Regions from separate parts of the Mus musculus genome. Here all the other regions are linked to region 5. Evidence: chromatin contacts called from public HiChIP or PLAC-seq and promoter capture Hi-C data. All regions are on one chromosome and are shown on one strand. The core of a region is the stretch at or near the end of the contact, and the rest is flanking DNA. Distances in the headings are between cores, read along the strand shown.

Evidence for each region. Promoter capture Hi-C pulls out the DNA fragments that hold promoters and counts their contacts. HiChIP or PLAC-seq counts read pairs in DNA pulled down with a chosen protein or histone mark.
Region 1: a contact with region 5 is called in a promoter capture Hi-C map of pre-B cells, with 7 times the contacts expected there. The contact joins the promoter of Begain here to the promoter of Wdr20 in region 5. A contact is called at or near these places in 2 of 39 promoter capture datasets (hippocampal neurons and pre-B cells).
Region 2: a promoter capture Hi-C map of liver shows a contact between it and region 5, with 6 times the contacts expected there. The contact joins the promoter of Ppp1r13b here to the promoter of Wdr20 in region 5.
Region 3: a contact with region 5 is called in a promoter capture Hi-C map of pre-B cells, with 2.6 times the contacts expected there. The contact joins the promoter of Xrcc3 here to the promoter of Wdr20 in region 5. A contact is called at or near these places in 3 of 39 promoter capture datasets (cranial neural crest, liver and pre-B cells).
Region 4: a contact with region 5 is called in an H3K4me3 HiChIP or PLAC-seq map of embryonic limb bud, with 9 times the contacts expected there. The contact joins the promoter of Slc25a29 here to the promoter of Wdr20 in region 5. A contact is called at or near these places in 5 of 39 promoter capture datasets (cranial neural crest, hippocampal neurons, liver and 1 more) and 3 of 115 datasets of contacts at active chromatin or transcription factors (embryonic forebrain, embryonic limb bud and pancreatic cancer cells).
Region 6: a contact with region 5 is called in an H3K27ac HiChIP or PLAC-seq map of extraembryonic endoderm stem cells, with 7 times the contacts expected there. The contact joins the promoter of Wdr25 here to the promoter of Wdr20 in region 5. A contact is called at or near these places in 3 of 39 promoter capture datasets (the 3T3-L1 cell line, cranial neural crest and hippocampal neurons), 4 of 115 datasets of contacts at active chromatin or transcription factors (embryonic limb bud, extraembryonic endoderm stem cells, forebrain and 1 more) and 1 of 9 other capture datasets (liver).

Annotation. Positions count from the first base shown.
Region 1 is chr12:109,066,523-109,070,836 of GRCm38.p6, reverse strand. It overlaps Begain (brain-enriched guanylate kinase-associated), which reads left to right and starts at 2,620. Exons shown (of 7, transcript NM_001163175.1): 1 at 2,620-2,711. The coding sequence starts at 2,670.
Region 2 is chr12:111,906,302-111,910,816 of GRCm38.p6, reverse strand. It overlaps Ppp1r13b (protein phosphatase 1, regulatory subunit 13B), which reads left to right and starts at 2,762. Exons shown (of 17, transcript NM_011625.1): 1 at 2,762-2,955. The coding sequence starts at 2,947. It overlaps Gm51962 (a long non-coding RNA gene), which reads left to right. Exons shown (of 4, transcript XR_003950155.1): 4 at 288-328.
Region 3 is chr12:111,811,425-111,815,589 of GRCm38.p6, reverse strand. Xrcc3 (X-ray repair complementing defective repair in Chinese hamster cells 3) reads left to right here and starts at 1,711. Exons shown (of 8, transcript NM_028875.3): 1 at 1,711-1,765; 2 at 3,371-3,529. The coding sequence starts at 3,475. It overlaps Zfyve21 (zinc finger, FYVE domain containing 21), which reads right to left and starts at 1,420. Exons shown (of 7, transcript NM_026752.4): 1 at 1,213-1,420. The coding sequence starts at 1,350.
Region 4 is chr12:108,833,694-108,838,012 of GRCm38.p6, reverse strand. It overlaps Slc25a29 (solute carrier family 25 (mitochondrial carrier, palmitoylcarnitine transporter), member 29), which reads left to right and starts at 2,137. Exons shown (of 4, transcript NM_181328.3): 1 at 2,137-2,361. The coding sequence starts at 2,328. It overlaps Mir345 (microRNA 345), which reads right to left and starts at 1,040; the gene lies at 945-1,040.
Region 5 is chr12:110,736,691-110,741,368 of GRCm38.p6, reverse strand. Wdr20 (WD repeat domain 20) reads right to left here and starts at 3,369. Exons shown (of 3, transcript NM_027149.4): 1 at 3,092-3,369. The coding sequence starts at 3,340.
Region 6 is chr12:108,892,142-108,896,483 of GRCm38.p6, reverse strand. It overlaps Wdr25 (WD repeat domain 25), which reads right to left and starts at 2,212. Exons shown (of 7, transcript NM_177602.3): 1 at 2,171-2,212. Wars (tryptophanyl-tRNA synthetase) reads left to right here and starts at 2,310. Exons shown (of 10, transcript NM_001164314.1): 1 at 2,310-2,415.

The sequences.
Region 1 (4,314 bases), core at 1,371-3,870, 1.7 Mb after region 5:
GCCTGAGGTGGGAACCAGGTTCCTTGCTGTAGGTTTGGGGAGACAGCAGGAACCTTGCCTGTAAGACCCACAGTGTGGCAAAAGGCACAACCCTGTGACGGTCTCAGGTGTGCAGTGAGTGACCAGAAAGGAGGAAGAGGGACCATGGATGAACGGGCCTCACTGAGACAAATGCTTCGCTGGGGTGGGGTCTCTCCTGCGGCTGGCCAAGTCCAACAATATACTTCTGGAGGAACAGCCGGTCTTCTGCTCCCTAGATGGCACAAGTATGCTGGGACAGTTATGGAACCCTAGTGTCCAGACATCTGGAAAGCTGATGAGGGTTGGGGACAGGAACTGAGGACCAAGGCCTCTACCACACGGGGTAGTGTTCCCCACGTCCACCCCAGCTGAAGACAGGCCTCCTCTAGGAAGTTCCTCCTGGGTTACTATGCTCTGCTGTTCTGAACGCAAAAGCCCTGGGCTCTCAACTGTTGGGATGCTCTTCAGGTGACACCCCTAGGCTTTCCTCTACCTGGGAGAAGGTCAGACATGGATAGGGGCACTGGGCCAGACGAACGATGTGCTCAAATCCTTGATCAGCTTTCTCCTTGCTAGTGGCCTCTGGGAAGGGGCATAACCTCTAAGCTTCCGTTGTACTGTCTGCAAAGGGAGCAGTACCACCTTTCACATGGAGTGTGACAGGGACAAAAGACCCACAGCCAGGGACAGCTGTCTCCCTGTCCCCTCCCACTGGTGGGAGATGAAGGGAGTCTAGTGAGGGAGGGATGAAACAAGACCTTAGGAACAACTCTAGAGTTGAAGGTTGAAGCCTTCCCAAGCAAGCCTGGCCTGAGTCTGAAGACTTCCGAAGTATAGCAGGCAGGAGCCATTGGCCCCTCCCCTTCCTCTCTAGCCATCTGTGCATTGGCAGCAGAGGAGGCAGGGCAGAGGAGAACAGCGTTCTGGCTTCACCTGAGCAGGACCCATCTCTAAGGGAAGGCTACAGCCCAGGGCAGGAAATATAGACAGAACCCAGTTCTATGGGCTACATCTGTGTTCTCTGTTTTTCCCTTCAGGCCTTTGGAGGCCTGTATGGGGGAAAGTAGGACTTTAAGGACTGTTCCATCTCTGTCAGGAGGACCGCAGTGATCAGGATTGGTGGCCCATGCTACCTCTAACTTCAGCATGGGTTAACTCAGATCCCCAGAGCAAGAGACACATCCACAGTGAGTCAGAAGTTAGCATAAGCTGGCCACCGTGGGCCAGGGCTGCCTTCTTGTACCTGCCTCAGTTGTGGTCCATACTCCTAGAGTTAGGAGGAGCATCCTGAGGCTCACTGAACCCTCCCCTTCCACACCTATTACAGAGTAATGTCCCTGGGGAAGATAAGGGACACTCCTAACTTCTACCCCACCCCCACCCCCGTGTCTGCCTGTTCCTCCTGGAGACTCACTTTTATTGCCTCTCTCTCTTCCTTCGCTGTCAGCACACTTTTCCTGTGCTGTCACAGTGCCTGAGTGCACCAGCTACTCCCCTAATTAAAGGAGAGAGAAGCTGCAATGTACACAGCACATAAGGCCGAGGGGTGGATGGTGGTGACAGCCCCGTGACAGCATGGATGTCCTCGCTGCCCCTGGACCGTACACTTAAAGGTGATTAAAATGCTAACTCTTGACATGTATGTTTACCACAGTACAATGTCAACATACGTGCTGTAGTCGCTGCTAGTATCCCCTTATCTCCCTCGGAAACCATTAACACTCAACCGTTCAGCCCACAGGCCCTGAGAGAAGCCAAAGGTAGGCTCTGCTGTCTTTTTCCCCCACCCCAGATCCTTCCTGGCCCCATGTGATTGACTCTACTAGACTGGAAAGATGCTCCCGGGGCAGAAGGGGGACCCTGGTTTCTCGGGACTTATGCTAGTTAGCTTCCATACGTGCTCCAGTTTGGTTGGGACTATCAGCACCACTATGCCAGTGTCTCACCCAGGGCCAGAATAACCTGACAAGTCCTGAGCGCTACTGGGGCCAGAGAGGGATGCTCTACCACAGTCACAGTTGCCCTCCTGAAGTCATGATTCCTTTTGGATTACTTCTTGGAAAGAAGGAGCCCCTCCACTATTATGGAGCTCCCAGACAGAGATTTACAGGCCAGTCTTGGAAGTATATAGGGGGGCTGCTGCAGTTTAAGGAACCCATGACAGGTATGGGGGCTAGGCATCGGCCAGAACTTGAAGGGCAGAGCAGTGGACTACACCCTTGGAAGTCACTGTCCTGTCTGTAAACTGCAAGGTCCCTGAGGGCAGGGACCTGTCTCTCACTGCCAAGTCAGTCCCTGGGGACCTGAGTGGCCGGTACACAGCAGGTACCTACTAAATGCTGGTACCCCACCCCCAAGCAGGGCCCGGGACACAAGGCGTTGCACCCCACACTCCTCCATTCATGCCCGCCGCCATTCATGCGCGCGGGACTCATTCACCCCGCGCGCCGCCATTCCGCGCCCTGTGCGCCCCGCGCCCACCACGTGCGCCCTGCCCGGCGCGGCGCGGGGAAGCGCCGGAGCAGCCGCGGCTGCGCGGGGCCGGGGCTGGCGGGGAGCCGGGCCGGGGGCGGGGGGCGGGCGCTCCCTGCGGGAAGCGGGGCGCTGGGGAGCCCCGGCCGCGGGCTCGGGCGCGCAGAGCCGGGGCCATGTGGACGGGTGGCCGGCGGCCGGGCCGGCTTCGCCGGGCGGTGAGTACCCGAGAGCCGGGCTGGCAGGGCGCGGGGCGGGGCTGGGCGGCGGGCACCACGCTGGGGCGGTCCCTGCGCGCGCCCGCGGCGGCCCTGGGTGGCGCCGGGGCCCGGGGCCCTCGCGCGGGGCGGGGCGGCCGGGCCTCCGCGGCTGCTTTGCGCGTGCGGCCTGAGGACTTGCGGAAGGCGGGTGTAGGGGGCCCGGCTGAGCCCACCCCGTTCGGGGGGCGGCCCTGGAGAGGCCGCAGAGCCGGAAGGAGACTGGCCAGGGACCGCTTCCCGAGCGTGGGCCGCGCGTGGGCCCGCGCATGCCTCGGGCACCTTCATCTCCGGCCGCCCTAGCAGGCCGCCAGCAGTCCTCCCCATGGACAGGCGAGGAAACTGAGGCTGGGCAGGCAGGGCCACTCTGCAGGCGCTGACCTGCTCACAGAGCCCCTGCACGTTGGCTGGGAATTTCTGCCCCTAGCATTTCCGTTTCCTGCCTGGTTTAGAGGTGTTTCATTCCTCGTGTGTGCCCACCCCATCAGAACAAGGTTCCTTTGGGGCAAGAGCTGCGTGGGCGACATCTCGGAATCTCCTGAGGGAGCAGGATGGGAGCTGGGAAGGTCCCCTGGAGCAAGGGCTGGCTGCAAGAGACAGACAGGAGCCATGCAGGTGTGCAACCCTGATGCCCAGGGTTGGTCCACCAGTGCAGTCCCTGGGCACATGTGGGGGACATCATCTTTCTGGATTCCCTTATCCTGAGGTCCCAATACCCTGGGCCCCTGGAGGCCATGGGATGCTCTCTTAGGTTCTCTGGGCCTCAGTTCCCCCACTGTCCAGGAGTAAGTGGTCTTTGCTACTCTCAAGTCTAGGCTATGAGAAGGTCTCTAGGAGGAAGCCCCTTTTCTGTGCTGTGTCTGGGCAGCCCAGTAGGGCAAGTGGCCTTTGGGGACGGCTCTGCCTGGCATCTGTGACAAGCAGGGCGGGGAGGCAGCAGCAGGGCCTGGCAGCCTCCTGCAAACCCTTAATTTTCCCACAGCTCACTATAATCAGGGCGGCTCTGGAAAGCAAGCACAGTGGCAGATGCAGGCGCAGGGCGAGGGGCTCCTGAGCAGCACCAAGGACCCTCCCAAGTTCCTGTCTCACATGTGTTCATTCCTGTGGCCTGCTCTGTGTGCTGGCTCCTGAGTAGTGAAGTGGGAAGTCAGGGATGCCTGGGGCCATGGCCTGTAAGAACTTCTCATAGGCTGGAGGTCAGGTGAGGGACCCACATAGGCCAAGAGCAGAATTCAGTGTGAAGCAGTCCGGACAAGGACTTACTTTCTCTTTCTCTCTCTGTCTCTCTCTCTGTCTCTCTCTCTGTCTCTCTCTTCTCTCTCTCTCTCTCTCTCTCTCTCTCTCTCTCTCTCTCTCTCTCTCTCTCGGCCTTGAGCATCTGGTTGGCCTGCAGTGGCTGCCATTTATAGAATACTGACTGTGTACTGGGTATCGTCATTAGCACCATCCCCGTAGCAGCATCCCGGAGAGTGAATGGACGGATAAGTGAATGAATGAGTGGATGGGAGAGAGGGACAGCAGTCAGTCAGCAGGGCTTGGACACAGTCCACAAGAATTCCCCACA
Region 2 (4,515 bases), core at 1,513-4,012, 1.2 Mb before region 5:
CGTAAGACTACTGAAGATTTACCAGTCACAGCTCAGCCGTGCCTCACTTCTCTCTGGCACCAACTCTCTTCTAGACCTCTCACACAATCTGGGCATCTTATAAACCCTAATGCCTGCATTCCACCACTAATGTGATTCTGGTGAACCCTGGTGTAGACGATGGGAGATGCTAAAGGGATTATGGTGAATCTGTGTCTGTGTTCAGGAGTTGTGGGAAATGGTTGCAGCTTGGTGGATGCTAAAGTCAGGGATGGGGTGGGGAGGCAATTATAAATGTCTTTTTTGAGGCACAAGAAGATGGGGCCTGAATATGATGTGACCTTTGGGATGGAAAGAACCTGCTGGCCAGCCTGGCCTGGTAAGTACTACCTAGAGGCAATTCTGGAAGACACATGGGGCATCACTGAAGAGCCAGGCAGCTGCCATTCTGTACCCATAAGTTCTGCAGGTTAAGAGTAAGAGGCTTGAGAGATGGCTCAGTGGTTAAGGGTAATTGCTGCTTTTCTAGAGAACTGAGAAGGTTCCCAGCACTCAGGTTAGGCCGCTCAAGTGCCGCCTGTCACTTCAGCTCCAGGCAGCTAAAGCCTCCAGATGCATGTGTGCATCAATACACATAGACCTTAGAGATGAAATAAATGCATGTATGCATCAATACACACAGACTTTATAGATGAAATAAATGCATGTTTGCATCAATAGACACAGACCATATACATACATAAAAAAAATTGTATTTGTTTCTATGTATATGTCTGTGTGCCACGTGTGTGTGCCCGTTTGAAGAGGACAAGAGAGGATGTAATTCCCTGGAACTGGAGTTACACAGAATTGTGAGCAGCCATGTGGGTTCTGGGGATCAAATCTGTGGAAGAGCAGTCAGTGCTCTTGGCACTGAGTCATCTCTCCAGTTCCCCTAAAACCTCTTCTTCTCCTCCCCCCGCCTCCGGTAAGATCTTGTAGTGAAGGTCCTCTCAGGAGAGTGGGTGACATTTTTCTGGGCTTGTCTTTTGTTGGGCACAAGCATCTATCCCTTTACAGCTCAGGGACATTAGTGCATCAGGACTGGAAGGCCCCAGAGACGATGGAATCTAAGCCTGCTTCTGCTTCAGATGGGAAATGCAAGGCTCAGAGAAACATTATGAGCTGCCTGAGACCTCGCAGGAAATGAAGCAGAGCTGGAACTGGGACCCAGGTCTCTTGACATCTGATTGAAACCACTCAATCCTGTTCCCAGAAAGGGTGTGTCACTGACCATTCATGGTCCACATGTATTCAGTCTTAAAACCCTAGGGACATTTTTACACCAAACCTGCTTGCTAACGATAACGTAACTACAGAATTCACAGGGCAGCTGGCACGTGTCACAAACTGCTCGAAGTATTCATACATCACACCTGAGAGAGAGGTACTATTATCCTACCACATCCTATGACAGATATGAGCTCGCTGAAGATCACACAGCGAGGGTGTGTCAGCAGTGGTGTGGAACCAAGTCTGTTCAACTGGAAAGTCCACGCTCTCAATCACTAACCCCCATGGCCTCTTAAGCTCAGGTGTGGCTGCCCATAAGGGGGCTGGTGTAACTCTGGCCTCCTCCCTCTCTCTGCCCCGACTTAGCAGCAGCCTCCCGCCACTCAGAGAACCAGACAGGCTATAAACTGCCCCTGATCAACATCTGCTGCCCTCTCCAGGGGTTGGGTACTTCCCAAGGTGATCTACCCTTTCTGTGTTTGGGGTCATCCAGCTGTCTTCATGTTTCTGGAATCTCATGGAAGTTTAAGCCCGGTGCAGCTCATCAGCCGTTGTGTCTCATCTGTCAGAGTTCAGGCAAATGGCACAATGTGGAGTACTCAGAAAGGGTGCCTGCCCACCCGGCAGCCTCTGCTGAGGGTCTGCTCTGGGGCCTGCTCTACCCTCTGTCACTCAGGCTCCCTAGTTGGAGGGAAAAATGACACAGGAGACAGCATTCTAAGGACAGACCTGGACCCTGAAGGTACAGATTGGACTCTGCCCTGGGACGTTCCAGCTGGATCTCCAAGGATACTGACACAGGTGGGGATGGGTCCTTCGGTCTTGGGATGGATCGTGTGAAGGGCTGAGGCTGAGAGCCTGTATGTCCTGTCCAGGAAGGCTTCAATGGCTCAGCCCGCGGTGGAAGCGGGGGCAGAGTCCCAGGTCTCTGGGGCCCGGGACACTGAGCGGTATGCAATCGGCTGATGCAGACACATCGGGGACACCCTGTGCCCGCCTGATAGGATCCGGCCTGTAGCCTCGCATAGCGCTGGACACCTAGGGTATATGTTACGGTCAGAGTTGGTCTGTGGCCAGCTCGCCACTGGCCTCTCGGACCTGAGAGGTTCGAGTCTCCACCGGTCGCGACTGTGGGCCGGACCCAGCCGCCCTTTCCTCTCTGTCCTTTGCTTCCTATTCGTCCGAGGTGACCCTGAGCCGAAGTCTCGCAGACACAAGGTTCGGAGGTCCCTGGGCGCCCCAACGCCCCCTTTGCTGGTATGCAGGAGGAGGGGCGGGGTCGGCGTCCGCAGCGCGCCCCTCCCCCGCCGCCGAGAGCGCAGACGCGCACGAGCGCGCTCTCACCTGGCCGCGGCGGAGAAGCCCCGCCCTCTTATCCCGCCTACCCCCACCGGACCAATCATAGGTGGCGTAGGCGGGTGGGGGAGCGACGCGTGGGGCGGGGCCTCCGCAGCCTGCGGGGTGAGCCGAGTGGGTGGCGGAAGGCGGCCGGCTTCGGCAGAGGCGGTGGCGGCGGCTGAGGGACGGCGACGCGGCACGCGGGGCGGCGCGACAGGACGAGCGAGGGCTGCGCGGCTCTCCGCAGCTGCCGCCTCGCCGCAGCCGGGCCGCAGGGCGCCGCAGCGGGTGCGAGGCCTGTGAGGCGGCCGGAGCGGCGTCCTGTCAGGCGGCGCGGGCGCGGCGGACGGCGCCGCGATGATGCCGGTGGGTGCGGGCGGCGGCGCCTCGTTCCCCGGCCCCCGCGCGAGGCGGGCCCGGCAGGGAGGAAGCGGCGGGCGGGCGTGCAGGGCGAGCGAGCGCAGGGGCAGGTGGGGGCGGCGGCTGTCAGCGGGCGGGCGAGAGAGCGAGCGTGGGCGGGGTCGCCGACAGGGCGAGCGGCCTCCGCAGGGCTGCGGGCTGCGCGGGGCTGCGGCGTGTACGGCCCCTCCCGGCCAGCGACCGGTGCCTCGATTTCCTCGGCGAGGGCACCCGGGTGCGGTGTTCGCACGCTCGGAATATGTGTTTCCCCTGCACTGGGAGGAACGCATGCCGTGCGTGGATTCAGAGAGCCATCTTAGGAATCCCCTTGCCGAGGCTTCTCCGTGGGTACATTTGCTCCACCTGGCGTGATGTCCCTATGTCCTTAAGGTTGAGCCGGTTGTGTGTCACTCGAGCCTTTGTCCTGCTCTTAAGGATGCTTTTGGCCAGGAAGACCTTCGTTTTGGGGGTTGCCACCTTCTTTGCCTTTTCCTTTACCTGCGTGCGGTACAAGCAGCAGTGGATGCTGAATTCTCTCCTTTTTTAAATAGGCTTTTTGTGAAGTGTATACGTCGTAATTAATGGGAAAAAACGTGACATAGATTGTACCCAGTTGGGCGTGTTGTTTTTAGAGTGTCTATTGAGTAAAAAAATCTCAGACTAATAAAATAACACACAATCTATTTTTTTTTTTTTGTTCGCTTGTTTTAGAAGTGCTGGGGGTCAAACCTGGGCTTTGCAGGACTAGGCCAGTGTTTCTATCACTGAGTTTATATATCCCAGATCCACAGAAAAAAAAAATTGAAGCCTACGTGGAAAGATCACGTTTCAGAGGGGAAATATGTCTCTGCATTTTTACTTGAATACTGTCGTTCTGCTATGCTGCACCCAAGCTCATTAGTTTACAAACCACCACCCCTTCAAATAATTTCCTGTTTCTTGATAATCTCTTCTCCCTCCTTTTGAACTGATTCCAACCCCTGGTGTTGGTGGAGTTTTAAGATTTAACCTACTTGATCCTTAAATCCTTTGGTGTTAGGCTTGTTGAATGCTAAGCATGTTTTTAAACGATTGCCTTGTAATGGAAAGAGCACTAAGTGGGCGTCAGAAGAGCTGGGGTCAAATAATTGTTCTGGTACCTCTTCATATTGTGTCCTTGACAGAGTTGAGACTGAATTCCCTCTAAAATAGGGATAAGAACATATCAGTATTTGAAGTACCATCATGAAGATCAGTCAGGACGCTTTTCAGAATTGTTGAGCAGAATGCCATACCACATTTTAAATATAGCTTTGGGGTTTCAGTTTGAGATTCTAATCTTTACAAGATACACTTTATTTCTTCCCTTTTCTTACTGGCTCCATGTTGAAAAGGTATTGTGGTGTTTTGGAACGTTGCAGTTAAGTCCTGGTAGTTGCGGTGATAATGCAGTCACACTACAGTAATATTGAAGATTATCAAATGTTTGGCAGGTTTTATCCCTCATTGTGTAGTGTTTAATTATAAATGCTCTGTTAGGAAACTTGT
Region 3 (4,165 bases), core at 462-2,961, 1.1 Mb before region 5:
GTACAAAGGTAAAGTGCAAAACTGAGGGCACAACCAGGAGGGCAGGGACGGCTCAGTGACACACCTGGTATAGCCAGGGGCTCTGAGTACAAGATGAACCTTCTCCTTCAGGGCTCTCAGGAACTTCAGAGTTTGGGGGGTGGGGTGGGGTGCAGAGCAACAGCAGCCAGGCTACAACCTTCTGGCTGCACGCACGGGTGGCTCTCCAGTCCCTGTTTCAAGAACACTGGACCTCACTCTAAGAAGCCGCTGGCCTCGGCCACCTGTGGATGAGCTCTCAAGGGGAAAGAAGAGCAGCTGATTAGAATTCCAAGCAGGGACTCTAACTTAAAAAATTTGGGAGGAGGCCAGGTGTGGTGAAGCACATCTTTAACTCAAGAGGCTGAGGGAGGAGGAGTTCGAGGACAACATAGCAACAGTGTGTGGTAGAGGCGTGTGGTAGTGCATGCCTAGCACTCTGAAGGCAGATCTTATGAGTGCTAGGCCAAGGACGGGGAGGTGGGAGGGGGAGAGGGGAGGAAGGGAAGGAGAGGGAGAAAGGGAAGGAGGGAGAGAAACAGAAACATGGATGAATTTACACGAGCCATTAAGATAGCTCACCAAGTAAAGGCACGTGCCGCCACACCTGAGACCTGAATTCCGTCCCTGGGACCCAGATGGTTTAAGAAAACTCTCTTCTACAAATTATCCTCTGATCTACACACCAGCGCTGTGACATTGGGGACAAAGGCACATACACACATGAATAAATGAAGAAAAGTTGTTTCAAAGTTTATCAAAGTCGCCAGTACTTTCGTTGGTGTCTTTTAAAGATATTTAATTTGCTTTGAAATAAAATCGCATGGAATGCGTGAATTGCTCCTATTTTCTCCCAAGTGGCCAAGCTTTGCAGAGTTTAGAACTTCGAAGATTGCAAACCCTTTGGCACCGTTCCTCCGTGGGCAGGTGGAGGCGGACTCCCTCACCCTCGCCCCACGGACACACTCCAGCCCCAAACTCGCGCACGGCTCACGGGTGAGCCGCTCCACCGCTCCCCCTCGGGCCTCCCCGGGGCTCCGCACCGCGCAGCCAATGACCGCCAAGGAATGGAAAACGCCCCACAGCGCAGAAGGGACAGCGGGAACGCCCGGAGGGGAGCCGCGGCCGAGCGTCCCTAGGACGGAGGCGGGAGACGCCCCGGCTCGGGTTGGGGACCCGGGGGCTAGGACGCACCTCCTTGTCCGGAACCCACTGCGGCTCCTCCAAGCCGAAAGGGCTTCCGAAGGCGCGGTGCTCCGGCACCATGCGCAGGCCACTTGGCGAGCGCACAAGCTTCTTGGCGTCGCGACGCGCGGCCACCCCCGAGGACATGTCTCCGCCTGAGCCCCTCACGCCACCGCCCGCGCTGAGCCCACACAAGGCGCCACCCCGCCCCGCCCGCAGACACGATGACAGCTCCGAAGCCCAATCCGCAGCCAGAGCTCGTAATATGAACCAATCGGAGAGTAGTATCCGCCCCAGAGTCGCCCTTCTCCAATCCGTGCAAGGATCCCGCCCCTACGGCTGGCCACCAATCGGCGGTGAAGACCGGAGGGGCACCCTCGCCCCTCTAGGGAGAGTGTGACTTCGGATTGGCCAATTAGTCAGCCACGTAGGCGCCTCTTCGTTTCTTCTGGGTGGAGCAGACTCGGACTCTGGCCTCTCATTGGAAGAGAAGATTGAGATGGGCGGGGCTTCAGGAGCGGGCGGAGCGCGCGGGAGACTTGCGGGGTCGCTGATCCGGGAGGTGAGTTAGCTGATCGCGAGTGGCCGAACATGGGGTGGCGGGAGAGGACAGAGGACACTGTGGGTTTCGAGCGCCCCAGGTCGGGACTCAAGAACGAGCTTCCCCAGCGGGGCACCCCTTCAAGCCCGTAGCGGGGTTTGAAGGAATCGAACTGAGCGCGGGACCTGCTTTCCGCACTAGAGTCCCAGGCCAGCCACAGCGTGACCACTCGCTGCAGATTTGATCTGTGACTTTTGTTTTTCTTGTGGTGTTCGTAAGGACGAGTCACATTGTGCGTGTAGCCTAGGCTGGCCTTGGATTCAGCAGTCCTGCCTCAGCCTTCCTCGCACTGATACAGGTGTGAGCCACCGCGCGCGCCTCACCCTCTAGCTTCTTTGGGTAATTGGCCAAATCAGCTACCCAGGAGCTTTGCTCTCTCTCTGACACAATTGGACACACTCTAGCCCAGTTGGAGGGATGAGCTGGTGTAACCCTACTTCTCCGGAAGGCAGGCGGCCAAGTGGAGCATGGAGCTCTGTGCTTTTGTCTGAGACACAGGTTCTCAGTGTTGAAGTAGAAGTTGCTCAGTGGCACTTTGTAAAGCAAGGTTAGCTGCCTCAAGGCCTTGGCATTTGCGGGTGCACAGATAGAACCCGCCCCTGACTATGTCCTCTGTCCAGTCTCCACCAAGCCCTGTGATTGCTCTGGTTCACCACTGGACGCTGTAGCGATGGCTTGGGGGACCTTTGAGTTCTGGTGCCAGAGCTTTGTGTCTGAAAGCATGTTCTCCCTTCCCTCCTGCCCTGTGTGGTGTGGTGTATGTGTGTGTGTTGTATGTACATACGTGTATGTCCGTTTGCATCCGTACTGATGTGTGTGCGTGTGTGGAAGGCAGATGTCTGACATATATTCCTCCATCACTTGCCCTACGAACCCAAAGTCCACAGATTCAGCCTGTCGGCCTGCTCTGAGGAACTTGTCTCTGCCTTCTGAGCCCTGGGATTACTGGCAGCCCACCAAACCTGCCCAGCACCAGATCTCACGTCCTCGGCCTCCTCAAACTTGGCTCCTGAGCCACTCCACCCCATCCTTAGTGCCTCTTGGCACTGTCATTTGAACCCATTGCAGTGTACTGTAGGACACGCCTTTCCTCACACTGGCCTGGTGCTGTCCCCTCCGGGCCCCTTTCGGGAGACTTTCTCTGTGCTTTCTGGTACGGTGGAGCTGCCTCTTCTGTTGTTCTCTGACCAGGTTCAATTTCTCCCACCATCCTTCAAAATCCCAAACTCACAAAAAGCTGGGGAATGCTGAGCAAGACCCCTCTATGCCCCAGGAAGTTGAAGGGGAGCAGCAAGGGGCAGCTACCTTGTCCCACCCCCCCCACCCCCACACCCCCACCCCCCCGCACTGACACCTTCAGGATGTTGACTACGGCTGAATTAGTTCTGTGCCAACATCTGGAGTGAACCTAGGCTTCCAGACTGCCTAGTCCTCCTCAGGGTTGACGGTGCACGCAGGAGCACCATCCTTAGCTCTCATGGACCGGGAGACACCTGTCCTCGGCGCTCAGTGGGACACCTAACCACACTTTGGCTTCGGACCGCCCTGTGTGTCACCTTCCCACAGGAAGTCTGAGTTGGTGTGTGTCACCATCCGTCGCTGTGTGCCTGTCAGCTCTGCTGTGTGCTGTCACCGTCAGCTCTGCATGCCCCTGCTGAGACCACTTAGGAATGGACTTGGATCAGCTGGACCTAAACCCCCGAATTACTGCTGCGGTTAAGAGGGGTATGTGTGTGGTGAGCAGGGCACACAGGCACTGTGGGCAAAACAAGCTGCACTCTCTGCACCACCCACGCCTAGCGGCTTCTCTCCTTTTCAAAGCGGGGTTGGTTGGTCTCGCAAGGGGCACCTTTGGCACCTGAGTTCCCAGAGGGCTGTGGCTGCAGAGGGCGAGCTGCTCAGCCCGCATGTTCCTGGCAGCTCTTTCTGCCACTGTGTGAACTAGTTTGATATATCTGCAATGTATTATTTTTTTCTTTTTCATTTTTCTTTCTTTTTAATTGCAACAGGGTCTCACTGTGTAGCCCTAGCTGGCCTGGAACTCACTTGTAGACCAGCCTGGCCTTGAACTCACAGAGCTCCTCCTGCCTCCATCTCCCAGTGCTGGGAGCAATAATTTCTTTTGCTAACTGGTTTGAAAGTAAAAAGTAAATGCAAGCCCAGAACAGAACTGGTTTCCTCCTCAAGCAGCAAGCAGTAGGCCTTGGTCATTACTGTGTGCCGCCCATTGCTTCCTGCCTGGCCCGGCCTGCTTGCATCCTGGCTCCATCCGCCTCTTTGCTTACCCTGGCCTGGCTTGGGGACTCAGAGTTGATTCTCCCTTGGCCCTCTCTCTGTTTGCCACTGTCAGTCAACTCCAGA
Region 4 (4,319 bases), core at 888-3,387, 1.9 Mb after region 5:
TCTCGGACAGCAGGATACCTGCCTCAAGTGGTTCCTTTCTACATAAGTGCCTGCCCCACCCCACCCCCAAACCCCAACAGAGCTGACCAGCAGGCCCAGGGGCCACACTCAGCCACACAGGGCAGATCCTGACCCACCCAGGGTGACATGCAACCTTAGCTTAGCCTTCCATTCCCTCACGCATTTTGTCCCCAAACCTAGTAAGTCCAGACACAATACCGGCCCGCCACAACTGGCCCACCCAAGCTCTGCCCACAGGGTCCCACAGGGTCCCACAGGGTCCCACAGGATCTCTACAGGGTCGGTCTCTAGTCCCTCCAATGGTTCTGCAGCTCAACTATGGAGTGAGTACCCATGTGTGTGTATGAGGCTCCTGAACCCTTCCGTAGAGGGGGTCAGAGCTCCACACAGCTAATGCCAGGAATGACATCCGCATGAAGGCAGGCTCTCCCACGCTCCTACCTGTCTTCCTCTCTCTGGCTTTTTGACGCACGTTCCCTTCAACACAGAACAAGGGCTGAAGAGATGAGGCTCAGGAAGTTCTCCTCTTGCCTTCCCAGCATGCATGAGACCCCGAGTTCCACCTCCAGGGAAAGAAAAGGTAACCAGGTGTCATCATTCAGGAGGCAGGCCATGAAGGTGTCAAGTTCAAGACCAACCTGGGCTACATATCAAGAGCCTGTCTCGAAGCCACAGGCAGAAAGAGCCGTCTTGTCTCATCGGATGCCCTCCCGTTTCTTAGAACCAGAAACCAGGGTGGAGGCGTGAAGACCCGAGCTTTACCACCGGACCCCAGGGTATTCTTATGGCTGTGTCCCTGCAGGAGGATTGCTGGGGTTAATGGCAAAGGCCTCAGGAGGGATCCTACAATCACCCCAGTTCCAGTGTGTACTTCCTTCTTCCTCTTACCACCTGCCTTTAGAAGGCATCCAGATGACTCAAAGCCTGTGGAGATCAAACCCAGGTCTCCAGACCCCTAGTTCAGGGCCCAGTAGCCACCACAAGCACTGGACTAGGGGTCAGCAGGCCTGGACTTGGGTGTCGGCTTCACGAAGGGTCCATTCAATTCCAAGGATAAACACCACCTCTCAAACAACACTGGGGTCCCTGGTCTCAGAGCTGCCCCTCCATCAGATCTGCCATCCCACAACTCCGCGCCCAGTTTAGGGAGGGGAGAGGCAAGAGCAGAGTTCGAGTAACCACAGGAGTCTGTTACTCCACTCTCAGCTTAAAAGAAAGTCACGACCAGCAGAGGCCCGGTAAGTGATGGCTGTATCCATCACTTGGACTTGCTTCCAGACTCCTTGCTGTTGTAGATATTACCAGCAACTGGGGGGGTGGGGGGCGGCGCGTCGGGTTCTTAGCCCACCTCAACTTTAATGCTCTCCAAGCCTGGAATATCTGCTTGCTCCTTGTCCTGCACCTAGCTCACCCTGTCCCAAGGCCCAGAGCTGCAGTCAGATGCCCGCGCCCCTGATCTGGCCTGCTGGCGGCTCCCAGGAACACGTCGGGCTTGGCGGCACCCTTCCATCCTCAGGCCCCATCCACAGGCCCCTTCTGTTTGAAAACGTTTCTACGTCCTTCAAACTCAAGTCCCTGTCTCTGCCTGGGTGCACTGGGTCCTCAGTACTCCTGCGCGTTCGCTTAAGAAGATCCGGGGCCTCAGAGGCCCCTCCAAGTGGGCGGTCGTTCTCGAACTTTCCCAGCAAGCTGAGTCCAAGACCAAAGTAGGCCTTGGGAGAGTCGCGGCGTTCCACGTGTGCACTCGCCACTGTGTCCTCTTGACACAGGCAAGGACGATGAGGTTGAGCAGGAGAGTCGCATCCAAATACCGTGAGGGGTCCGAGGATTGAAGCAGATCGAGCGCCGCCCTTCGGACCGTGCGGTTGGGAGGTTCTGGGCTCCAGTGTGCAGTGTGCCCACCGCACTGCCCCTTCCTTGCGCCGTGCGGGCGGGCCCGAGAAGCACAGTCTTTGTCTACTGAGCCGGGAGGCACCCCCGCCCGCCGCGCCCGAGGCCACACCTTCCAGGCGCGCCCAGCCAATGAGACTTGGCGGCGGCACCCGGAGCACGGGGTGTGTCCGTGCCTCGCTTACCGATTGGTTGCGCTCTGCCCCCGCGGGGGCTGAGGCCGACGGGGCGGTGCGAGCGGTGCGAGGTGAGGCCCGGCAAGCTGGACGCCAGGGGAGTGCTTTTCTAGGAGTCGCCATCCAGTCGCCTCCCCGACCCGGCTGCGCGCCCGGAGGCCAGATAGCAGGAGTCGCGACGGCCAACCGCGGGCCGGGCCCGAGGAGTAGTAAGACACAGCCGGCTCGCCGGGCCGGGCCATGGCGCTCGACTTCCTGGCTGGATGCGCCGGAGGTAAGGAGATGACCGGCATGCCAGGCGGGCGTTCTGGCTGGTACGCGGCGACAGGTGTCTTCTTGACCCTTCCGTGCGCACTGAGTGCAAGGTCTGGGGATCCTGGCAGCACCGCGGCTTGGCCGGAGGCAGGGACAGAACAGAAGGATGCGGGCGCGCAGCCTACTGATCCCTTCCCGCAGCTGTCTGAGCGAGGCTGGTGACACCGCGCGACCTCCTAGAAGGCTGGCCCGACCCCAGGCGCCCAGCACTTCCCATGCATTGCTTTAAGCTGCTGGAGGGCTCAGGAGAGGAGGAGGCGGTCCACCGGGTGGTCAAATAAATGGTCATGTCAACCTGACTGAAGAGCGCTCGAAGCTGAGAGCAGGCTAGGTCTGCCCATGACACTACCGTGCGGACCTGTTGAACGTTTAGTGCCTTTCCTTTTGCCTAGAGGATTAGTTTATTTACTAAGTATTAAATAGAGCCTGGTTTAGCCGCTGGGATTCCAGGTGAATCGACTGAGGTGGTAGTGGTCTGGCTGGTTATATGTTCAGCTCTGAGGCCCAGACCTGGCTCCTCATCCACCTGTCCTGCTGTCTTCATCCTTCATAGCCCTACCCGGAAAGGTCTCTCCTGGAACAGTGATAGGCTGGAGTTGGCCTTAGGTGCTTAATCCGTGCTTGCTTCTTCCTGGATGGAGAACATTGCTGTCTGGCAGAATGCCTTCCCTGAGCAGTGACGTACCCTCTAGGTGCTTGAGAACCACCAGACTGTCACCAAGTCTTTCTTCTGTAAGCTGTGGGAAGGCCACAGAGATTTCCACAAGCAGGTGGAGAATTAGAGACCCAGAAAGAGCCCCATGCTAGCCCCAGCTGTAACAGGGCAGGTGAGGGCATCTTCAATGGCCAGGACTCCTGCCGTGGCCAAGACCCCCTTGTACTGCAGTTTCCCCAGGGCCAGAGTTACCTCCATTTGTAGCCTGGGATATACAGTTGATCTGGGGAGCATATATTCACCCTGAGGCCAGGCTTGCATAGAGACTTTGAGCACCCCCACTGTCCCACAAGCCCATGGGCACTTGCTCAAGTAGGCCCTCCCTGCCTGGGATACCCATCTGTCTTCAACCAGCCTGTCTCAGGGTGGTCATGTGCCCTGTCTCCAGCCTGGTCTGCATTCTCACCCAGGGTGTGTAGAGAGTGCCCAACTACGTGAAGTCAAGCACTGACTTCATGCACGTCTGAGGTTTCAGCTGAATAGAGGTGGAGGTCACCAACAGAGTAAGATTCATCATCTAGTAAGGAAAGAAATGGGGCGTGGAGTGGGAAACACACACTTAGCCTCTCTGATTTGGTAGGGCAGCTGCGGGGCAGACAACAGTCTGCTTGTGCCCCAGGCTTGCCTTCCAGGTTCCCAGCTCTGCTCAGTGCATGCTGTCAGACAAGCTTCAAGACACGTGGGGATTGGGCCTTCTAATGTATCCGCTTGGTTCCTTCTGGCTTTGGTCCTTTCTCTCTGAAGGACAGGATGATGGTGCGGCCTCTTTCTAGAGGAAGAACATACCATGGGTGTGCCTGCATGGCCCAGGACACATCCTATCCTGCTTTTAAACTCTCTGAAAGAATGGCAAGCACCCTGACTTGACTGGTTTCTGGTAGAAAGCTGTCTGGTAGAAGGATGGGAATACCTGTGGTCTCTCCCTGTTGTGAGGGAACGGGTCTCAAATGTGGAGGCCACAATAGCCCCTTGGTTCTGGATAGGGCATGGGTCAATGTGACAAAAATGCCAGATCACTAGGTAGTGTCTACGAGGAGAGGACAGACCTGTCACCACTCTCAGACCTGTGCTGCCGGCTCCTCTTCCTGTCCTCGGATAATCAAGGTGTGTGAGCTGCCCTGTCTATGGTCAGTGGCTTTGGAGTTGGGAGATGGGTTCCTTTCTGTTGGTGTGACCCATCTCAGTGGTGGGTGAGGCAGGGC
Region 5 (4,678 bases), core at 2,120-4,619:
GGGAAAGAAAGAAAGCCAATGTTCATGCATTTCTGACTTGGTTTTGGTTTGTTTTTTGTGTGTTATGTTTTGGAGATTGGCTTTCTTTGTGTGGTCCTGGCTATCCTGGAACTCACTCTGTAGACCAGGCTGGCCTCAAGGTCAGAGAACCACCTGAGTCCACACGTGGGAATTAAGTGTGCTGTCACCACCTGGCAGTATTTCATACTTGTTTCAGAGAATGTTTGGTGTAGTTTTTTTAAAGCTCTTAGAACACCATTATAAAGATACTTCTAAGCAAATGGTCTTTTTTTTTCCTATACAAACCAGAGGTACTAGATCCAGGTGAAGTGTGTCATGGGAATGATCCAATAGCTGGATGTGCAGCACAGGGAGGGAACACTTGCCTGGCATGCCGAAGGCCCTGATGTTCTGTCCACACCCAAGGGTGTGGGGGTCGGAGTGGTAAAGAAGTGGGGGGAGGCGAAGCCTGAACTAGTAATCTCTCGAAGTAAATTTAACTTTTTAAAGTTTTTTTTATTATTTATTTATACACATATGTGTGAATGCCACATATGTGCAGGTACCCGAAGAAGTTTGAAGAGGGCTTTGAAGGTGCTGGTGCTACAAGCACAGGTGTTTGTGAGCTGCCGAAGTGAGAGCTGGGGTCTAGGCTCAGAAGAACACCAGGCACTCTTTAACTACTGAGCCGTCTTCCAGGCCCCACGAATTTAACTTTTAAGCATACTGTATGCCCTATGAATTTAACTTTTTCTTTTTAAGATTTATTTATTTATTTATTATATGTAAGTACACTGTAGCTGTCTTCAAACACACCAGAAGAGGGAGTCAGATCTCCTTAAGGATGGTTGTGAGCCACCATGTGGTTGCTGGGATTTGAACTAAGTAAGGACCTTCAGAAGATTGGGTGCTCTTACACGCTGAGCCATCTCACCAGCCCCCGAATTTAACTTTTAAGCATACTGTATTTTTACATCATCATTATTTCTGTTTGGTTTTTCGAATTGCGAGTGTTTTTTGTCCTAGCTGGCCTGAAACTCTATAGAGGGCAGGCTGGTCTTGAACTCACAGAGATCCACCTGTCAAGGTACATGCTATCATACACACCTGGTTTGATTTTTTTTTTTTCCTTATGAGAGGACCCCACCATATAGCCCATGCTTGCCTCAAAAGTGATAATTGTAGCACAGGTTGGCCCTGAACTTACCAACTATAGTCCTGGCTGGCCACAAAAATCACAATTTGAGTGCTAGGATTGCAAGTATGCACAACCATGGTAGGGTCTAATTACAATTTTTCTAAGATTTCTTTTATTTTTTAAACTTATTTGTGTAAGCTGTAAGTGGGTCTCCAGAACCCAGAAAAGGACATCCAATTCCCTGGAGCTGGGGTTACAGGTAGCTGTGAGCAGCCTAACATGGGTTTTAGGAACTGAACTGGAGTCCTCTGCAAGAACAGTACAGGTTCTTCACCGCTGAGCCTTTGCTCCAGCCCCCAAATGTAGGTGTTGATAATATAAGCTTACATTTATTTCCAGAGAAAAATCTGGTATTTCAGTCAGAGCAGGAATGTTGAGACGGCAGTTCCTCTCAATGCTTGCTTTAACTCTAATTTACATCTCCTGAGTGTGTCAGGACTCTAATGGCCATCACAGCTATTACGAATTATAACATGTGCACTGCAGCCTCCCTTTTTAAAGAAGTGCAAAGGAAAGTTTCCCAGGTATCCAAGGTCAGCCAGCAGTGAGTCAGTAACAGGGTTGGGAACTGCACTAAAACTTCAGTTCCTACTCTTCAAACCACTGGATACTTTCCCAACCCCGAGAGAGGAGAGTCAACCAGCTATTTCCAAACGCTTCGGGAGTTCACTGACAAGAATAAAGACAAGTCAGAAGATTCACCTTGGACCAAAGAAACAAGCTTACGTTTGCACACCATCATTCCTTCCCTTGTCCTCCTAACCGTACAGTGCAACATAAACAGCAGCTGACTTTGGATATAGCCATCCCTGGGAACACGTCCTCTTCAATATGGACAACGTACTTTCCCACTAACTGAACATTTATAAGTGAATCTTCCATCACCTTGTCACATTCCGTTGGAGGTGCTATGGAGTGCATACATTTCCTTACTCTCTCAATGGTCAAAAGTTAAAATAAGCAATTCTTGCCAGTGACCAAAAAATAAAAAAATAAAATAAAATAAAAGCGCCAATAAATTGCTGCTTTTAACGAGACATTTTAAAACTCGATTGCATGCGTCACAGAATTACTGTTAAGTTCTTGGCTGGTTACTTTAAAGTAGCATTTAAGGCCTATCCCTCCCTGTTTGGGACATAGCCTGACTCGTTAGACAAGATAAATCTAGGCACGCTCACACACAACACCTCTGAAGCAACTTAGCCTATTTGAAAACATAATTCCAACCTCCCTAGTCTTGAGTACTCAGCCCTCTTACACTGCAAGGGACAGAATGACCCTCTTCAAAAACCTTTCGGGAGACGGTTCCCTCCGCGGAGACAATGACAGGCGACCTCCCGGAAAGGTTTTTGGAAACAGTGCTGACACCAGGAGAAGTGTCAGTGCGGCAGCAGGTGGAGTAGCCCTGCGTGCCGAGCAGGTCCTTTCTGACCTAGTCTCCAAGTCCTCCGCCTCCCTGTCCCGGTTCCGCCTTACGGACCTTTCCAAGCCGCCTCGCGTCCCGGTTCTCTCACCCAGGGCAGGACTCTCGAGCCTCCCGGGAAGCGAGGCCACCTAAAACGGCCGCCGCACCTCTTCCGGGGACTCGCAGGCCCGCTCCCGGGCGGGATCGGAACCTGACAGACCCCGCCGGGGGAGGAGGCGACCGGCTACTCCCGGGGCATCTCCGCGACCCGGCTCCAGAGCCCCCTCCTCCCCTAGGAGGCAGCGCTGCCGCCGGCGCCTCACTCCCGAAGCCCCCTCTCCTCCGGAGCACCTCAGCGGAGTTACCGGCCCACTCAAAAGTACAAGTGCCGGCCGCCCCCACCGGTCACCCCGGCCTCGCTGTCACCGCCCAGCTCCCGGCCTCGGCCCGCGCCGCCGGCGCGCCCCCGGTGACGCCCGGGTCGGTACCTTGCGGACCCCCTTGTAGATATAGAAGTAGAGCTCCCGGCCCACATTGAAGCAGAGGCGGTCGCCGTTGCCAGACTGGTCGTTGAGGTTTACGAAGGAGACGCGGACAGGGTTGGATCCCTGCGAGTTGAAGGGCACCCGGTTGGGCCGGCTGTACTCCGAGTGCTGCAGCAGCTTGTACAGACCTTCCCGGGTGGTGAATTGGGTCTTAATCTCGTTCATCTCCTTCCCTCCTCCCTCCGTCGCCATCTTGGAAAGCAGCGTTCATCCTGCCCTAAGTGCCCGGATCACGCCCACCGCGCAGGCGCCGTCCTCGGCCGCTCGCTTTCTCCACTCCCCACCCCCTTCTCCGCGGCCCCGCCCACTGGCGAGCCAGCCCCCACGAAGGCGGGCCGAAGCGAAGGGGGCGGGCTAGTTTTTAATGGTCCAACTGCGCACGCGCGCTCACCTGGCGCGCTCCACCCGGAGGGGCGTGCGCAAGCTCCTCCCCTGGGTGCCGCCCTCCTGGTGCGGGTCGAAGCGAGCGCGCTGAGCGTTGGTGCGGGGCTCCTGTCTCGCTCTGCAGCTTCGCTGAGGGACCCGATCCCTAAGAGACGCCACCGCGTTGGCCTTGGCCAGCTGGTGGTCCCGGCAGAGCCTGAGGCGAGCAGTGAAGTCCGGTGTTTGGACGTGTATGTCCCAGCTGTCCGCGATCCTCCCTGGGAAGCTAGGGAGGACTCCGACGGTCCGCTTGGGTGCGGGGTACCGATGCCTGGTGACAAGCCCCTCTACGTCTCACAGAAGATATCGATGGATTGGGCTTTATTACAGCTCAGGGTTTGGTTTGGTTTGGTTTGGTTGGGTTGGGTTGGGTTTTGTAGGCGGGGTGGGAAGAACCGCATGAATGTACAGGACTTGTGTTTTCAAGTCTCACCTGAAACCTTCCTGGTGAGCATTGGCTTGTTCTTGAGAAAGTAGGTTCTGTCGGAACTTCTGTCTCCTGTGCCTCTTAATAAAGGTTAAGCTAATTGATTTTCTTAAAGCCTCAAACGGAACCTGAAGTTGTTTGCCAGGAGAACCATCGAGTTGTGCTGAATATCCTGTACAAAGTATTAGGTGAAGGCAAGCGCACACATTAAAGTAGGACCTAACAGTCACCATTTGATGCTTCGATTTCTGGGTGTGTGCACTGGAATACAAAGGCTTCTAAAGTGATAAACGTTAAAATAGAATTCTAGAGCGGAGAAAATGTTACACGAAGAATGACCTATCCCTGAGAAATCCTGTCTGTAGAGCGAGCCCAGTACACTGTGGGCACCTGTGCTTCCAGACAGAAGGAATGCCTGAGCCCGGAGCTGGGAGGCTGCTACCCGAGCCCACAGACCGAGACTCCAACCTCACAAAAATTAATTGTACACAAGGGGGAGTGTTCTAAAGAAGTATAAATCATAGCCATTTTATGTAGTGGGAAGCAAGTACAGACACAGTAGAAACTGTGCCAGTGATGTAATAAGGCATTTGACTAACATCCTGTAGAACTGGCAAAAGAAAAAAAAAAAAGCACTACAGTAAATCCTTTTTTTGTTGTTTTTGTTTTTGATACTGTAT
Region 6 (4,342 bases), core at 963-3,462, 1.8 Mb after region 5:
TTGGGTCCTAAGTCACCAGTCAACCCAACTGTGGCAAGAGCAATTCTAAACATGGCATCCAAATCTGTTTGTTTCACCCCAAATGCATAGGTTCACAGGGTACTAAATTTCCATTCAAAAGTTTTTCCTGGAATTCTGAGCATTCACAAATTTCTATCAGCTAGTTCTCAGTAAGAATTGCTTTGGTCTAAAACTCAGTATTAATTCTGTGAGTACAGACAGAAAGAAAATAAGGATGCTGAGCATATCTCAGCCAGCAGAGGGTGGAGTGGGACAAAGTGCAAGCCTGGGCCATGGACCAGCTAGCCCGCTTCTTTTTTTATGCTTGTGTGTTTGCTGTGTAAGTGTATGCATGCCTATGCGAATGTGCAAACCTGTTCTCCTAAATACAAGGAGGCCAGAAGATGGAGTCCTGTGCTGTTTCACTTTCTATCTATTCGAGACATAGTCTGTCTGTGACCTCTTACAGGTTGAGTTACAAGCAAGTGTGAAATGGCTTGTTACATGGGTGCTGGGATCCAAACTTTGGTCTTCATGATTTCAAAACAAGTGTCTTTAACAGATGAACCTCCCTAGCCCATTACAAGTACTCACTATGTAAGCCAGGCTGGTCTTAGTCCAGTCTTCCTGCCTCAGCCTTCAGAGTGCTGGCATTACAAGTATATATCACCATGTCAGATCACACACTGGGCTCCAAAATTCCACTCAAAGCCTTCCACATCTGTCCCCTAATGGCATTATTTGCCCTAAGAATCCCACTGCCATACAAGTCTGCTCATCATCCAATGCCTGTAGCTATCATTCCTACCAGCAGCTGAATCCAGGCAGGTAACAATGTCCACATTTAGAAACATCTTCGAAAAAGGACTTCTAAAACCAGCTTTCCACTCTCCAACCAAACTAAGATCCCACTAGAGACTAACCACACAGAGATAGACCCATGCTCTGCAAATAATTTGATCTCTACATATTCAGCAGGGAGTTGAGGCCAATCTCCTGGTTCCTCAAATGAAACCCATCTGATTCCCACCACCATACTATATAGAGCTCGGTCACAGCCTGGGTTTTAAGCTACACGGTTATCTGCAGGGTAGACTCACAAAAGAGGCCTATAGCAGATCTGAGGACAGTGTGGCTCATCAGCTCCACAGGGGATAGAAAATGAACGACAGCAAGGGACTGGACACCAGATGCACCACACATAGATTTCATTCTCTCACTCAACATCTGCCACAGTAGGCAAAACAGTAAATGATGTCCTTCATTCATCACACTCCCAAGCCATAGAAAGACAAAAACATCCCTGACTCGTGAGCCAGACGATGTCGTGGACTTGTGAACTCAAAAGGAAAAGGATACAGGGTAGCTGGGCCCAAGACTGCATCTTTTTCTGGAGCTGAGACAGGTCTCAGAGAGACTACACCAGTGTGACGCTCTGAAGAGGTTGAGGGAACTAAGGTGTTCACAATACTGTGACTAAAACAGAACCAATACCAATGAAGAGGAGTCAAGGGTGAGTCAAGAAAACATATATGAAGGGAGACGGCTGAGAGAGATGCACACCGTTTAGGAGATGATGGTAGCCATCTTGTACCCAAGTCCAAAAAATGCCATGAGAAAGGGGGGGGGGGGGAGGTGAAACCAAGAGGAAGAGGCTAAATGGGGGAAAAAGAGGACTGAGGACTGAAGTCGAATACTGAAAAGCTAAAGGGAGCACGGATACATGGGGCAGGGTGTCCTGTGTGCTTAGCTCACTGTCCAAGAAGCCTCAATCTGGATGAATTTGCAGACAGCAAGGTGATGGGGCAGGGAACTGGGAAAGTTAAAGACAGAATTTTCCCGTTCAACACACGGGTCCTAGTTTCCTACTCTGTGTTAGGCACTATGATAGATCTGATGTGGGTAGAAATTCACACGGATCTTGCCCCAGAGGCCATGGATACAGGATGGGAAACAAAAAACAGACACGGGTTTTGAAGGATGAGTAAGTTAGCCAAGCTGTCAACACTAATGGGTAAAGAGTTCAGAGCACAGCACTCTAGGAATGAACGGGAAGAACAGGAAGGCAAGCGGCGAGCTGAGCCCGGCGCTAAGAAGCGAGAAGCATGCGGCCGCCACATCCCGGCCCCCTCCCTCCCGGGCCCGCCGCTCACCACACACACACACACACGGAAGCTCTTGGTCCACCCCTACAACGGTCCGGCCAGCACTCGGGCCGCCCAGTCGCGTTCCACCACGACGCCAGCAATTTCAGCCAATCGGAGATGGTCTCTGCCCTCCTCTGCCTGGACAGCCAATAGCGGCATGCCGAGACCGGAAGTTATTCCAGCCGGCTGGTGTTTCCACGGACGCCCAAGAGGTACCGGTGGCTGAACTTGGGGGTGCTGACTGGTGGGGCCGAAGTGGGGGCCGCCGGTAAGTGAGGAGGGGGTGGTCACTGCGCCGGGAGCGAGGGAGGGATGCCGAGGTGGCGCCGGGGCCTTCGGTTGACGCCCCGGCGCCGCGCCCCGAGGATCCAGCTCGGAACCGGGCTGTCTGTTCTCTGGGCACCTGTACCACGAGGGACCGGGAGGCTGCGGCGGCGCCGCCCACCCAGCCTGTCATCGTTTCCCACCGCCTGGGCTTTGCCCTGTAGGATCTCTTTGCCCTGTACGAAGTGTTTGTAAAGCCCCTGGTGCCCGTTTCACAGATGAGGAATCCTAAAGAGAAGCAGAGAAGGAACGCTACTTGCCCACGGTTTTATGATAGCACACCAAGCTCTATGTCCAACATTAAAAGCCTATCTTTCCGCTGCAGTGCACAACTTCAGAGCAAGGCTGCTTCGGGAAGGCAGTGATGTACAAAGCGATATGCCCGTCCTATTTGTCGCTACACTACACACAATTGCAATGATGCTGTGGGGGCGGGAAAGGAAGAGGGTGGGGAGGTCATATGGCGGTCAACCTGAAGAAAGGGACAGCTGATGCAATGCAATGACAAGTAGCTCCGGGCTCTTGAGAGTTTGGTTGGCCTCAGCCGCCTCCTCCCACGGCCCAAGTAGCTAGCCAGTGGCTGGACTTGCTCTTGAAGAAAGCTGGGCAAATGGCTCAAATGCTTTTGGGAACCTGAGTGATTTCTAGGAAACCCCTCAGTAAGTGAAACTGAAAGGGTGTGGCAAAGCAGATAAGAAAAACAATAGTCTCTTCTAAAAAAAAAAGAAAAAAAAAAAGAAACAAACAAAGAAACTGAAAGGGGAAGAGGAGAGTATTAAAGACCTCCACCCTGGCTGGGCAGTCTCATATGTTCAGCTGTCCAGCTTGAGCACCCTTGGACTACACAGCCAGGGTACGTATTGCCTTCTCTGCTAGGCTAGCAGCGTGTTTTCTGTTGTTGCAGTGGTTTGGTTTGGGTCACCTACCTCATATGAGAGCATTGAAGACTTGAGGAGGGTGTGTGTCTGGATTGGGATGTTGTGCATGTATTTCATCTAGTTGACTCAGGTTCAGGTGATGCCCTGGTTTTGAGTAGATGTGGTGGGTGCCCAGTGACCTGTTTGCATTCAGAGCTTGCCCTTCAGCATCTTCAAAGCTCCGGTTGATCTGGCCTCCTTAAGTGGTCAGTGTCTGAATACGTTGACATTCTTATTGTGACAACAGAGTCTGTAATGTCTGTCTTTGTAAATTAGTGTCTTTCTCTTTTAAGGTAGTATTCATAGGGCTCGGCTTGTAGTTCAACTGTTAAAAGGCTAACTTGGCATGTTCCAGGCTCTGGGTTCAATCTCCAATGCCTTTAGTTGGGAAAATAACCTTTCATTAACTAGACCACCATCATCTATCCCCAAGTTTTGTCTTCTGCGATCATGTCAATCTGCAACTATTGTTATCTACTCTTTGAGACTACAGTTCCAAGGTATCTAGAAAGTTTCCTAGGCCACCTTCTTTCCAAGCTGCCCCTAAAATCGTGTTGCTTTCTTCCCTCAGGCTGCAGAGACTGTGTGTCTTCCCTGTGATGGTTTCCTTATGGTCTAAATCCTTCTCTTTCCTATATGCTCACAGATAATGGGCCCCCTTTCTTTACAAGACTACTGTGTCATCTAGAACAGTGCTATTTTTCCAAATGAGCCATAGATTAAAAGGCCTGCAAAGGAGAGTTACGGGTGGAGGAGCCTTTGTAGGCTTCTCGTCAGAGGCCTGCTGTGAGTGCTCTGGAATAGGCGGTTTGACTTCTTACAATCCCAGTGCTTTTGTTACAGGGGATAATAGATAACTTCCTGGTTATAACCTCTTTCTTTCTTCCATATTGTATTAGTAGTGGGTTAGATAGCATTTCCTTAATAAAGAGACAACCTCCCATCTAGAGCTGA